Linked DNA regions of Hordeum vulgare: region 1 is linked to region 2. Evidence: chromatin contacts called from public Hi-C data. All regions are on one chromosome and are shown on one strand. The core of a region is the stretch at or near the end of the contact, and the rest is flanking DNA. Distances in the headings are between cores, read along the strand shown. Region 1 holds the start of LOC123425499 (SUMO-activating enzyme subunit 2). Region 2 holds the start of LOC123425494 (U-box domain-containing protein 4).

Evidence for each region. Hi-C and Micro-C count contacts between places; a contact is called where the count stands out from the background.
Region 1: a Hi-C map of seedling shows a contact between it and region 2, with 3 times the contacts expected there. The contact joins the promoter of LOC123425499 here to the promoter of LOC123425494 in region 2. A contact is called at or near these places in 2 of 6 Hi-C or Micro-C datasets (leaf and seedling).

Annotation. Positions count from the first base shown.
Region 1 is chr2H:127,551,838-127,557,739 of MorexV3_pseudomolecules_assembly, reverse strand. It overlaps LOC123425499 (SUMO-activating enzyme subunit 2), which reads right to left and starts at 3,137. Exons shown (of 11, transcript XM_045109195.1): 1 at 3,045-3,137; 2 at 2,786-2,875; 3 at 2,105-2,188; 4 at 1,785-2,003; 5 at 685-786; 6 at 1-180. The coding sequence starts at 3,098.
Region 2 is chr2H:126,708,220-126,713,662 of MorexV3_pseudomolecules_assembly, reverse strand. LOC123425494 (U-box domain-containing protein 4) reads right to left here and starts at 1,920. Exons shown (of 2, transcript XM_045109192.1): 1 at 753-1,920; 2 at 75-645. The coding sequence starts at 1,751. The coding sequence ends at 559.

The DNA.
Region 1 (5,902 bases), core at 1,888-4,387, 840 kb before region 2:
TACATGATCATAAATCCTCTGAGCATACTGATCAAGATCTTCATCAACATCCCTTTCAAATACATCTAATTTTGAACTGCTGCCATCTTTTGAATGCACATTAAGGTCATTATCTTGGTTCTTATCACCAAACAGCTTAGCAAATAGAAGCTCCTTTGCCCAAACAATGCAGTGCACAAACTGCAAAAAAGAAATTAAATAACGGCATTAAAGCTTGTTGTGTGTTTTGAAAAATAAATGCAAAAATGTCTTATATTTTGGGACGGAGGTAGTACAATATTAGGCAATTAGGTCAAACAGCATCCAGTTTAAATGACTTTTCTTGCAAGGTTCCATCAGAACTAATCAAAGAAACAAAAGCCGAATAAGCTTGTTCCTTCCCACAATAAACAAAATTATGCATATTAAAGAACAAACTCCCTCCGTTTCTAAATGTAAGACTTCTCAGAAATTTCAATGTGGACTACATACAGATGTATATAGACGTATTTTAGAGCATAGATTCACTCATTTTGTTCCGTATATAGTCCATATTGGAATCTCTACAAGGGCTTATATTTGGGAATGGAGGGAGTACAAACCATCATAATACATAGCCTCGAAAGAAATAGCAGAACATAATTAATATCACAATAAGATAAGCAAACTTGAAAATAATAAACATGCAGAGGCAAAAAGAGGAACCTTTGATGGAGTGCTTGTAATTGTGCAGACTGGATATGATTTTGGGACAGGCTTAGGTTGGCATTCATAGCACTCTGTTTTACCTTTGACATGAACCGTAACCTGCAAAATAGAATGCCAATTGCTTTTAGTAAAGCATTAACTTGACCTATTCAGCAGAGAGCCAGAAACACCTTGATTATTTCAGTGACCATTTGTAGCTTGCAGTTTCACAGTTGACAGATGTGCTATAAATAACGAGGATGGTTAAAACCCATTTTATACCAAGCAGTTTAGGCCTGGCCACTAAATGGTATGCATTTATATCAAGGTAACACTTAGGTTTTGGCAATTGATTTACATGAATCAAATGCTGACTCATATATTGCATGTTCACGGCACAACTATTCGATGTACAAGTTTCCAGATTATGTCACTTATTCAGCTCTTGATGGTCTATTTTCAGCTTCAAGTCAACTACTAAATGCAATGATATGTACATGACTACAAGCAAATGTCAACCATATGCAAAGTGTACAACAACAACAAAGCCTTTTGTCCCAAACAAGTTGGGGTAGGTGAAACCCATAAGATCTCGCGACCAACTCATGGTTATGTACACAAAATATAAATAAATACTAGCAAGTCATGCAGCGGGGTGTATATAGGCTTTTTAAACACGGTCATTTTTTAAAAAGCATGCATAAGCAGCTCTTGTGGAAAGAGAGTGGGCAGATGCCTACTTTCTGTTATACATGTGAGCTTATCTACACCCGGAAGGCCCAGTTTAGAAATGACAATGCATTTCCCCATGTGTCCTTGCGTAATTGTGCAAAGGTCCAGACCAAACATTTAGCCATGTTATCAGAGTGTACAGAATGGCCATCTCAACTGGAAAGTTGTACACCTAGGGTAAATATTACTGCTATATTACTAACAAAATGAACAGGGATCACCAGCGGTTAGCACACTGGCTAACAATCAAATATCATGGAATACCTTCTAACAGGAGTGCTACAAGCAAAATACAAAAGACAAGCATAACAATACCCACAGGCATTAGTGACAAGGGAGATGCAAAGATAACAAGAGACAAAAACCATGATATTTGGTCAACTCACCTGTCCGAGAAACCCAGTGGTCCCACTTTCAACCAACGGAACTTCAGCAGCAAGGCAGAGGCGATTCACATGTCGTCTAGCATCCAAGTTATCAAGGCCATTCAAAACTACATTAAACTGCTTGAAAAAGTCAACATTGAACTTGGCATCCTTAACATTTGCATGGTGTGATTTTATATTGATATTTGGCCTAAATTTCAGAATAGCATCACGAGCAACCTGACAAAATCAATGGTGAAAACATCATAAGCAGGCATCAATATGAAGAAGTACCCAAGATAACTATACCTATCATATGTTCGTGTAGAAAATATACTTACATGGGCTTTTGACTGTCCAACGTGACTCTTCCGAAACAAAAACTGTCTGTTCAGATTGCTGACCTCAATTGTGTCCAAGTCAATCTGCATAAGAAAAGCAACAAGATGAACCCAGAAGTGTGTCAAGCAAATTGATTCATGTAGCTCTGGTTGCCTGAACAAGGATTACTCCATGTATATTTTAAAACAACTTTGCGTTCAAGGTACATCAACCTCAAGGAACTACCATGAAGATATCACTTTTCATGACAGTGCACAAAACATGAGCCAACTGGGCTCGCCCTATCCACAACGTATTTTTTGACAAAAGAAAACACCGTTGTCTGTAACTTTTAACAGGAATGACACACTTTGTGGCATTGACTGTATGTCATTTTGTCATAGCCAAGCATAGGTGTGTTATCACAATCTAAGAAGGCAGTAGCAGCGCCCTAAAACCAAGACAGCGCAGAGGGAAGTAAGCGCAGCCTGAAGGAAAACGTTTATGCATCTATTTTTCAGCGTCAAGTCAACGCTAAGACCATCACAGATCCCGCTACCGACACAGAGACGCAACGGCCATCCACCGCGGTGCTGCCGACAAATAGCTAATACGCATACAAGATTCGAACTAAACCTAGGCATGGTGTCAACAAAGGGTGCGGAAGCAAGGGGGCATGTAGTAGTAGATAACAAACTTACGACGTGGATGTCGCTGAAGCCGGAGAGAGCGAGGGTCTTGAGGAGCTCGCACCCGATGCCTCCAGCCCCGACCATGAGAACCTTCGCCGCCTGCGCAAAAAGCGAACACGGGCACCACCAGACGAACCGAATCAGGCGCCGAGATCCCAGGAACAGGAAGAGGGGAGAAAAAACACGAGCCGCGGAGATCCCCACGAGCGCCCGCGGCGGCGGGAGCACGGGGGCGGGGCGGAGGGAGAGGGCTGGCGGCGTGGCCTACCTTGATGGCCTCCTCCGAGGAGGCGGGGGCGGGGGCGGCGGCGGCGGCAGCCATGGGGGAGGGGGCGCCGGCGGCGGCGAGGGTTTTGAGGCGCCGAGGGTTTGGTTTGGGTGGGAAAGGAATTCGGGGGAGGGAGATTTGGGAGGAGGGGGGAGATGGAGGAAGGGAGGGAGGGAGGGAGGCTTTGATGAGGTGAGGCGGGTCGCGTCGCGTCGCTCCGCACCCGGGGAAGGAAGGAAGCGTCGTGGAAATTGAGGGGTCGCGCTCGCGCTGCGGCTGCTGGCTGCTGGCTGCTGGTGGTGGTCAGTTGCGCGGCCTGGTTGCAAGCCTTGCAGTTGCAGAACGACGGGACGGTTGGACTGGATGGATTGTTTTAATTTTTTTAGGCAATGGACTAGATGGATATGCTACGATCTGTGGGCGGGCGGGCGGTGGGGCCTGCTGGGAGCCTTTTGGGAACTGCTGGTTCACCTTTGGCTTTTTTTTTTATGGATAACCTTTGGCTTTTCAATCCCTGTTCCCTTTGGCCTAGAAAAAAAAGGTAAAAATTCAAATAGAAGGGACTTTTTTCTCGAATTTAGGGTCTATTCTGTTTGAATATTCTCCTAAGCAATATCGGAGAGGTTAATTTCTTAAAAAAATCGACTTTGTGTGACTGAAAATATATTCTTATTTCTTGCGGTTTGTTTTGTATGTGTTTTTAAAGAAAGATGTCGATATAATGCGGCCTTGTGGAAATCTTCTTTCTTGCAATGGAAATGATGACATGCTTAATCTTTTATGGAAATAATGCATATGGCCAACCAAACAACAACTACAAACAATTCATGCGTTTTCAATTTCTCTAGGATTGGAAATTGTCATGACATTCCATTTTTACAGTATATCTTTCATATTCATAGATTTTTTTTCTTACCTCGTGATTTTATCCTGAGCTTTCATCTATAATAAGTTCCGCCTCAATCTATTATGTGCTTTTATGGAAATACTCATCTCCTCCATTTCATCTGATCAAAGGCATTTGACTCTAACTTGGACATTTGTGGACCATTCCATCCCTTCCTACATGCAGGGCCCGCTAAATAAATGTGGTGCTATATTCTCTTACCGATGGGACCCACCCAAGAAAAAAAAGTCGTTGTTGTTGGTGAGGCTGGGCTAGGGACAAGAAAGAACTAAGGAAATAATCAACATTTCACGCACGGGCGGCGACACTGGGCGACAACGATTGATTTGAGATAAACAATTTTTAATATAAGTAAATCAACCACGAGATATGAAGTGGGTGGCATGGATTTGGGTTTCTTAACACTATCTCTCAGCACAATCCAGAGAAATGACTTTTTCCTTTGTTTCGGCTAGTTGTGCGGCACGGTTGACAGAGTTGCATGGACAGTTTGCTTCCCCTGATACGCCAGGAGGGGGAGTGCAAGCACGTCGCACATGTCTATGTCGTTGTTCGTTGGCGTCGGGGATGAGGTAGCGCTATCGTGGAACACGAGCACCTATGGAACCCAAGGGTTCCTTGCAGTTCTGCGGGGGAGGTGGATGCGCGAAGAGCCGACCTAAAGATCGGGGCACGATCGTTGTTTACCCAGGTTCGGGCCGTTTGGAGACGTAAAACCCAAATCCTGCTTCGTGTTAATGGTGTAGAAGTGATCAGCTGCTAAGCGTCGATTGTCTAACTGTCTAACCTTCCCAGGTGCATGCCCAGGGCCTCCTTTTATACGCTGAAGGGGTCTCCTACAGGGGCAGCATAGGATTTTCACGAGGTGCACGGTAGCACAGTGCACCCACAAGTTGCATAATGCGCTACAATGGAACTGTCGTCTTAGCAGACACATTAATGGCTTCGTCGGGTGCCCCAAAGATGGGACAAGGGGGCGTCCCATCGGCACTGTACCCCCAGGTTCCGCTCGACACGCGTCAATCAGAATGACACGTATCAAGTGGCTAGGGGGCAGCTGGCCGCAGCGCTGGCACAACGATGCTTCGGGACCCTGTCGGGCTTGATGTACATTGGAGCGTGGGTATCTCTCCCGGCAAGGAGCTTGTCGGGGTCTTGCTGCCTTCCTCCCGACGAAGGGGCTTGCCGGGGCCTTGCTTCTGGTCTTCGGTCTTGAGGCTTCGGAGTCCTTCAGAGTAGTCTTGGCGTGGCACTTTGAAAAGTGCCCTTGCCGAGGTCTTCATCTTGCCAGGAGCACAGATAGCCCCCCGCTCCGGCCTTTGTCGGGTCTTGTTGGCGTCCTCCGGCAGAAGGGGCTTGCCGGGCTCGTCATCTTCTTGCCAATCTGAAGGATTCTGGTGGGCTTCGCCCTTGCCTCTCATCGTCCTTGGCAAGGCTCGCCGAAGGCTACTACTGGCCGTGCACAAGTCATGGGCGCTAAAGGCCCATTCTTTAGCGCACCGACGGGTGCTCTCTCCAACATCTTCTTTATTGTTGCCCTTGTGTACTCCACCTCTCGTGGGCACTGAGGTTGAGTCTCATACCATTATTGGATCCTATCCGTTGAGCCAATGGTCACCACCTCATCAATGTTGATGGTGCGGCAACCACTGATGAGGGCTTGATTAGTAAGGTAGTTTTCTTCATCGGTGCTTTCTTAAGACGTTTGTATTCTTTAACTGTCTAATATTTTTATTAACATGCAAGAGTTTTGCGTGTATTTGTAACTAAGATAGATAGATGAATGAGTTACAATATTATCACTTGTCCACACATGTCATTGCCAATATGTAGTCCACCGTTATGATTACAAATGTTATTGTCTAGCAACTTTCCACTATGCAAATTTTGCCTTAATCCTAGCGATCGCCAACATTCGTAAGTGTCACAGCCTATTGTTATACTGTTCATG
Region 2 (5,443 bases), core at 671-3,170:
CGCCCCACTCCTACCGCAGGAACCTGAGGAGGAGATGGATGGAGTAATAACAACGCTAGAACAACGGCCGTGGATTGCAGTTCAAACCAACCGGTGATTTTCCTTTTTCTTTTCTCCGGAGAACACAATACTTCATTCGTATCCACCAGAAGAAACCAAGCCCGGGATGATGATGATGATGATGATCCCTGACTTGGCACTCACACTCACTCCAACAACAGCACAACTCGCTGCTTCACCACACGTGGATTTGGCTTGCTTCCTCCCCCGAGGAACGAACCAAACTGGTAGAAAACAAAAAGTGAAAAGGAACAGTGGGGAGGAGGAATTTACAGGAGACTTGGCTCCGCCACCATTGTTCTTATCATCTCGCTTGAGGTTGAGGGGAAATGTACACTCGCTCGCGGACGCAAACTCGCTACTGGCTATTTACACGGGCAGGCACGCCGGCCGGCTGGCCAGCTCGTCTCGCTCTCGCCACGGGGAAAGGGGAAAACGCACGCACGCACGCACGCCACCTGGCGTGGCCAAGTTGGAATTGGTGGCTCAACAGTATCATCACTCCGCCGCAACGATCGCCGCCGGCCGGGTGGCGCGCAGGCTCCCGCTCCGCGGTTGCCGTAGCATCTCGATCAGCGCCTCAGCCTGTGGAATCGCAAAAGGAATTAGCATAACCGAAGCTGCGGATTCTGTCCGTGATTATGTATAATGGCCGAAACGATTGTGTTTCGGTGAGGAGCTGCGATTGGTACCTTGGTTTTGAGCTTGGGGCGCGCGGAGGAGGACTGGGAGAGGGCGACGAGGGGAGGGATGGCTCCCTCGCGGGCAACCATCGTGCGGTACGCGGCGTTGTCGTCGCAGATCTGGAGTAGGGAGAGGGTGGCGATCTCTTTCTGCCGCGAGGTCCCGACCTCCACCATCTCCACCAGGACGGGGATGCCGCCCTCCTCCACGGTGGCGGAGCGCCCCTCGGCGAGACCCACCAGGGAGTGGAGCACGTAGGCGGCCTTGTCCACCATGCCGGACTCCGGGTCCGACATGAGGTCCAGCAAGGGGCGCACGGCGCCGGCCTCCACGGCGCGCAGACGGTTCTCGCGCGCGCCGCTGCAGAGCGCATAGAGGGCCGTGGCTGCGTCCTTCTTCCCGCGCGGGCCGCCGGTCTCGAGGAGGGCCACCAGCAGCGGGATAGCGCCCGCGCGGCCGACGGCCGCGGCGGCGGCGCCGTCGAGCTGGGAGAGGCGGAGCAGCGCGCAGGCCGCGTTCTCCCGAGCCGCGGGCGACGCGGCCGACTTGAGCGCGCGCACTAGCGGCCGTATCGCGCCGGCCTCGACCATGAGGGCCTTGTTCTCGTCGCAGATGGAGAGGTTGAGCAGCGCGGTGACCCCGTGCTCCTGCAACAGCGGATCGGCGTGCGACAGCAGGGCCACGAGCGGCCGCACGGCCCCGGACGCGGCGATGCGGATGCGGTTGTCCGGGTTGTGCTTGGCGAGCAGGCGGAGCTCCATGGCCGCGCGGCGGAGCGAGTCCACCGAGGCCGAGGGCGACTCGAGCTCGGCGACGAGCGAGGAGATGGAGCCGTCGGAGGCCTCGGCCGCGCAGGAGAGAAGGAGGCGGTGGATGCCCGCGGCAGCGGCGGGCGTGAAGGAGAGGTCGTCGCTGCCGCACTCGCTGAAGGGCTCGGAACAGGAGGAGTCGCCGCTGTCGCTGTAGCAGCTCCGCCGCCGCGGGGAGACGGAGGCGTCCGAGTCCATCCTCTCCGCCGTGTTCTGCCGGATGCAAATGCCGCCACAGGCGGGGGCGATGAGGCGAGAGGAGGAGGGAGCTGGGGGTGGAAGAATTGGGTGCGTTGCGTTTTCGGGGAGGAGACGGTGGGGCGAGCGGATGAAATAAGGGAGGGGGATCGGGATGGAGTAGCAATAAATTAATTAAGTATTATTATTATTCGCGCAATGGCTCTTCAATCGCTCCTTTTTTTTCTTCCGCTTCTTTGGGTGGTACGATCACCGCCACCGTCAGATCCCGAATCAGACGGCCCCTCACCGCCACCCACCGTCTGAAAGGTATGGCCGTCCGATAGGCATCCAGCGGGGTACGCGGTCCGTATCTCGTTAGGGACGAACCGGTAGCACGGTGGGGGGCGAAGAGTTCAGCGCGCGACACGTGCGTCGCGATGAACCAGCGCCCGGTCGCGCACGTGAGGCCGGCAGCGGCAGGACGCGTGCAGAGCGAGCGGGCCGCACCACGCCGCGCTGCCGGTGGGCTGGGCGCCTCGTGGCCCCACTGCGCAGCGGCAGGTGGTGGAGCGGCGCAGTGGGCATGGTCCATGCCGCTGCTTTGCCCGCGGCGGGGCTGGGGCTTGGCTTGGGGTGGGAGGCAGAAACGCGCGGGTTGGTGCCGCGGCGGTCGGCAGGGGTGCCCCGTCCCCGAGTACAGTTCCCCTGATTTTGACGGTTTTGGATGTCTTCGTCGTGAAAGTGAGGGAAATGGCAGCGTCCGGAATTGGACGCAGTGTCTACAGATCTCACGCCGTTTTGGCTTCTCCTGCCGTCCTGCGTCATTCGACGAATCATACCACGTACTCCCTCCGTTTTAAAATATAAGACATTTTAGAGATTTCACTAAAAGACTACATACAAAGCAAAATGAATGAATGTACACTCTAAAATATGTCTATATACATCCGTATGTAGTTTATAGTGTAATCTTTAAAAGGTCTTATATTTAGGAACGGAAGGAGTACTACGTACTACTCCATCTGTTCCTAAATATAAGTCATTTTAGAGGTTTCACTAGTGGACTATATACGGGTGTATATAGACATATTTTAGAGTATAGATTCACTTATTTTATTTCGTATGTAGACATCTAATGAAATCTTTTAAAAGACTTATATTTAGGAACGGAGGGAGTAGTACCACATGAGCATTTTCCATGCTCCGACGGTGTCTCTTCTTCAAGCCCTTGGGTGTTTGTGCACTGGTTTTATCATTACACGAAAACTCACAGTAATCAATCTTGCGGCTTAAAGGCCCAGCCTCCAAGCATATCATAAAACCAATAGGAAATCCTATTTCGCGCTTCAGCGCCCGTTTGCAGACGGACGCCTGAAGAGCCTATCCGCTGGCCCGGCCCACTTAACGTGAGTTTTTTCTAAGTTTTTAATTCGCGAAAAGCAAAGTTGTTTGACGAATGGAACCAGCGACCTCCCAAGTCGAGGCAACCTGGTATAACCACCACGACACCAAGCGTGATGTGGTAACATAGTTTTTTCTCCATTTTGTTCTTTCTTATCTCCTTTTTATTTCATTTTGTTTTACTTTTTCATTTTCTGTTTTCTCTTCTTCCGGGTAAATGATTTTTTAGCAAATAGGTGAATGTTTCTGCAAATGGATGAACTATTTTTGATATTCGATGAACTTTTCGAAAAATCGATAAACTTTTTCTTAAATATATGAACTTTTTTTATATGGACGAACTTTTTTCAGAATCGATGTAACTCTTTTCACATGCGATGAAGTCATTTTCATATTTCATGAACTTTTTTTTCAAAATTGATGAACTGTTTTTCAAAATCAATGAACTTTTTTCAGAATGGAAGAACTTTTTTTAGAATCGATGAACTTTTTTAAAAAATTTGATGAACTTTTTTGAAGATCGATGAACTTTTCCAAAAATCAATGAGCCTTTTTAAAAAGAGATGAACTGTTTTTAAAAGTGGATGAACTTTTTTCCTTAAATATGTAAAAAAAAATGATTTCACATCATTAGAAATAGAAAAACTGGGAGGTTTTTTCCTATCGGATCAACAAAAAAAAGGAAAAAAAATGGTTGCTAACGTGATCCAGCAAAGCGAACGATCGTTTTTTACTTTTGTTTTCCAAGTGAGTAAGGGCGCTCGTGTGGCGATCCATGCGAGCAACCCTGCAAGCCCCAACTTAATAACGGACGCGTGCATCACTGCATAGGAGGTCTCAAAACCAATCTTACACTGTGTATCGTGTGTCGTTGGCTCCAAATTTGGGTCCTAGCCTGGCCCATTCTGAAGGGACAACACAAGCGAAAACCCTAGGCACAATTCTTCTACCTCGACACCGGTGAGCTCTTTGGACCAACGTGTGGCGTGGGGGATTGCTCTTCACTTCCTACGAGGGACAATTCTTCTACCTCGAGAGACTTTTGATCGATGTGTGGGTTGTCTCCGATGTCAATTTGTTTTGATGAATTGGCGGATCTACGATGCGATCGTACTAAGCCTCCTTTTTGTGGTGGCACACACCCATGATTCCGGTGGCCCTCGTGCGGTGACTTGGCTCACCCTATTCATCCTTAAGACGCTCCAGAACCAAAGTCCCTCATCAACGACACCGCATGTGCCTTCCTTCACTCTACCAAGTGGGTCAGCCATGCAGTGGGTGTCGTGGGCCAGTTGACCAAGGGCTTGGGAGGTAGGTTGTTTGCTTGTGTCATTACCATGATGGAGGCATACAAAAGTAGTTATTTCATCACAACTACTATTGCTTCATGAGAAACCCTAAGGTCCAGGTGCCTTCAAACCATATGATGATCTACAAGGCATTGTTTTAAAGACTGTTATGACTAGAGGGACCCATCGTTAGTGGAGAGGATTATGATGCAACTGCCACTCTCCTCTTTGTGCAATGCCGTTTGGATGGCTATGGCATGGAGTCGGTGTGTGGCACCGGATAACACTGATCCATTGAGGTAGTGTAGGAGTGCATGACGGTAGTGTGTGGTGGCAGTGCAGATGTCCATCCATGGTTGAGCGTGCTTAAGGCCTTGTTCACTTACACCTCTTATCAACAGGATTGAAGGGGATTGTGGTGGATTTTGACTTGTAGGGGATTATATCCACCTCAAGCCCTATGAAACCCCTCCTAAATCCCTGTCAACCGAATAAGGCCTAACTGAGCTACTGTCGGCACATCACGACCATGGTGATGATGCGATGGCTTGTCTTGTATTATCTAGGAGCCACTGGCCATATCCAGATATATGAACACATGCACTTGCCACATGCATGGGATCGTAGGAGCTTCTCTAGTGTGGTATTTTGGCAACATTGATGATATGCGGAATGATTGAGCGACTCTCCGTAGAAAGTTGATAGTGCCAATGATGAATTTGATTGCACTAATACATGAAAGTCGGTATGTTGTATGGCCATGGCCATGCCCTTCATCAACGCAAGTATATCTGCCTATGGAGCGTCATTCGCGTGAAAAAAACGTGTATGAAGCAACAATGGCACTTTCGTCATGCCTCCTTAGGATCATATCGGTTGAACCGAGCCATCCACTACCCCCCAAAAAAGTCCTCAAACGATAGGGTTGTCATATTGGTTGCAATGGCCAGGGCGGAACTTGAAAAGGGGCACTCGACGTAGGCTTTTCATATACCTCCATCCTGAGCAACTTATGCGTCA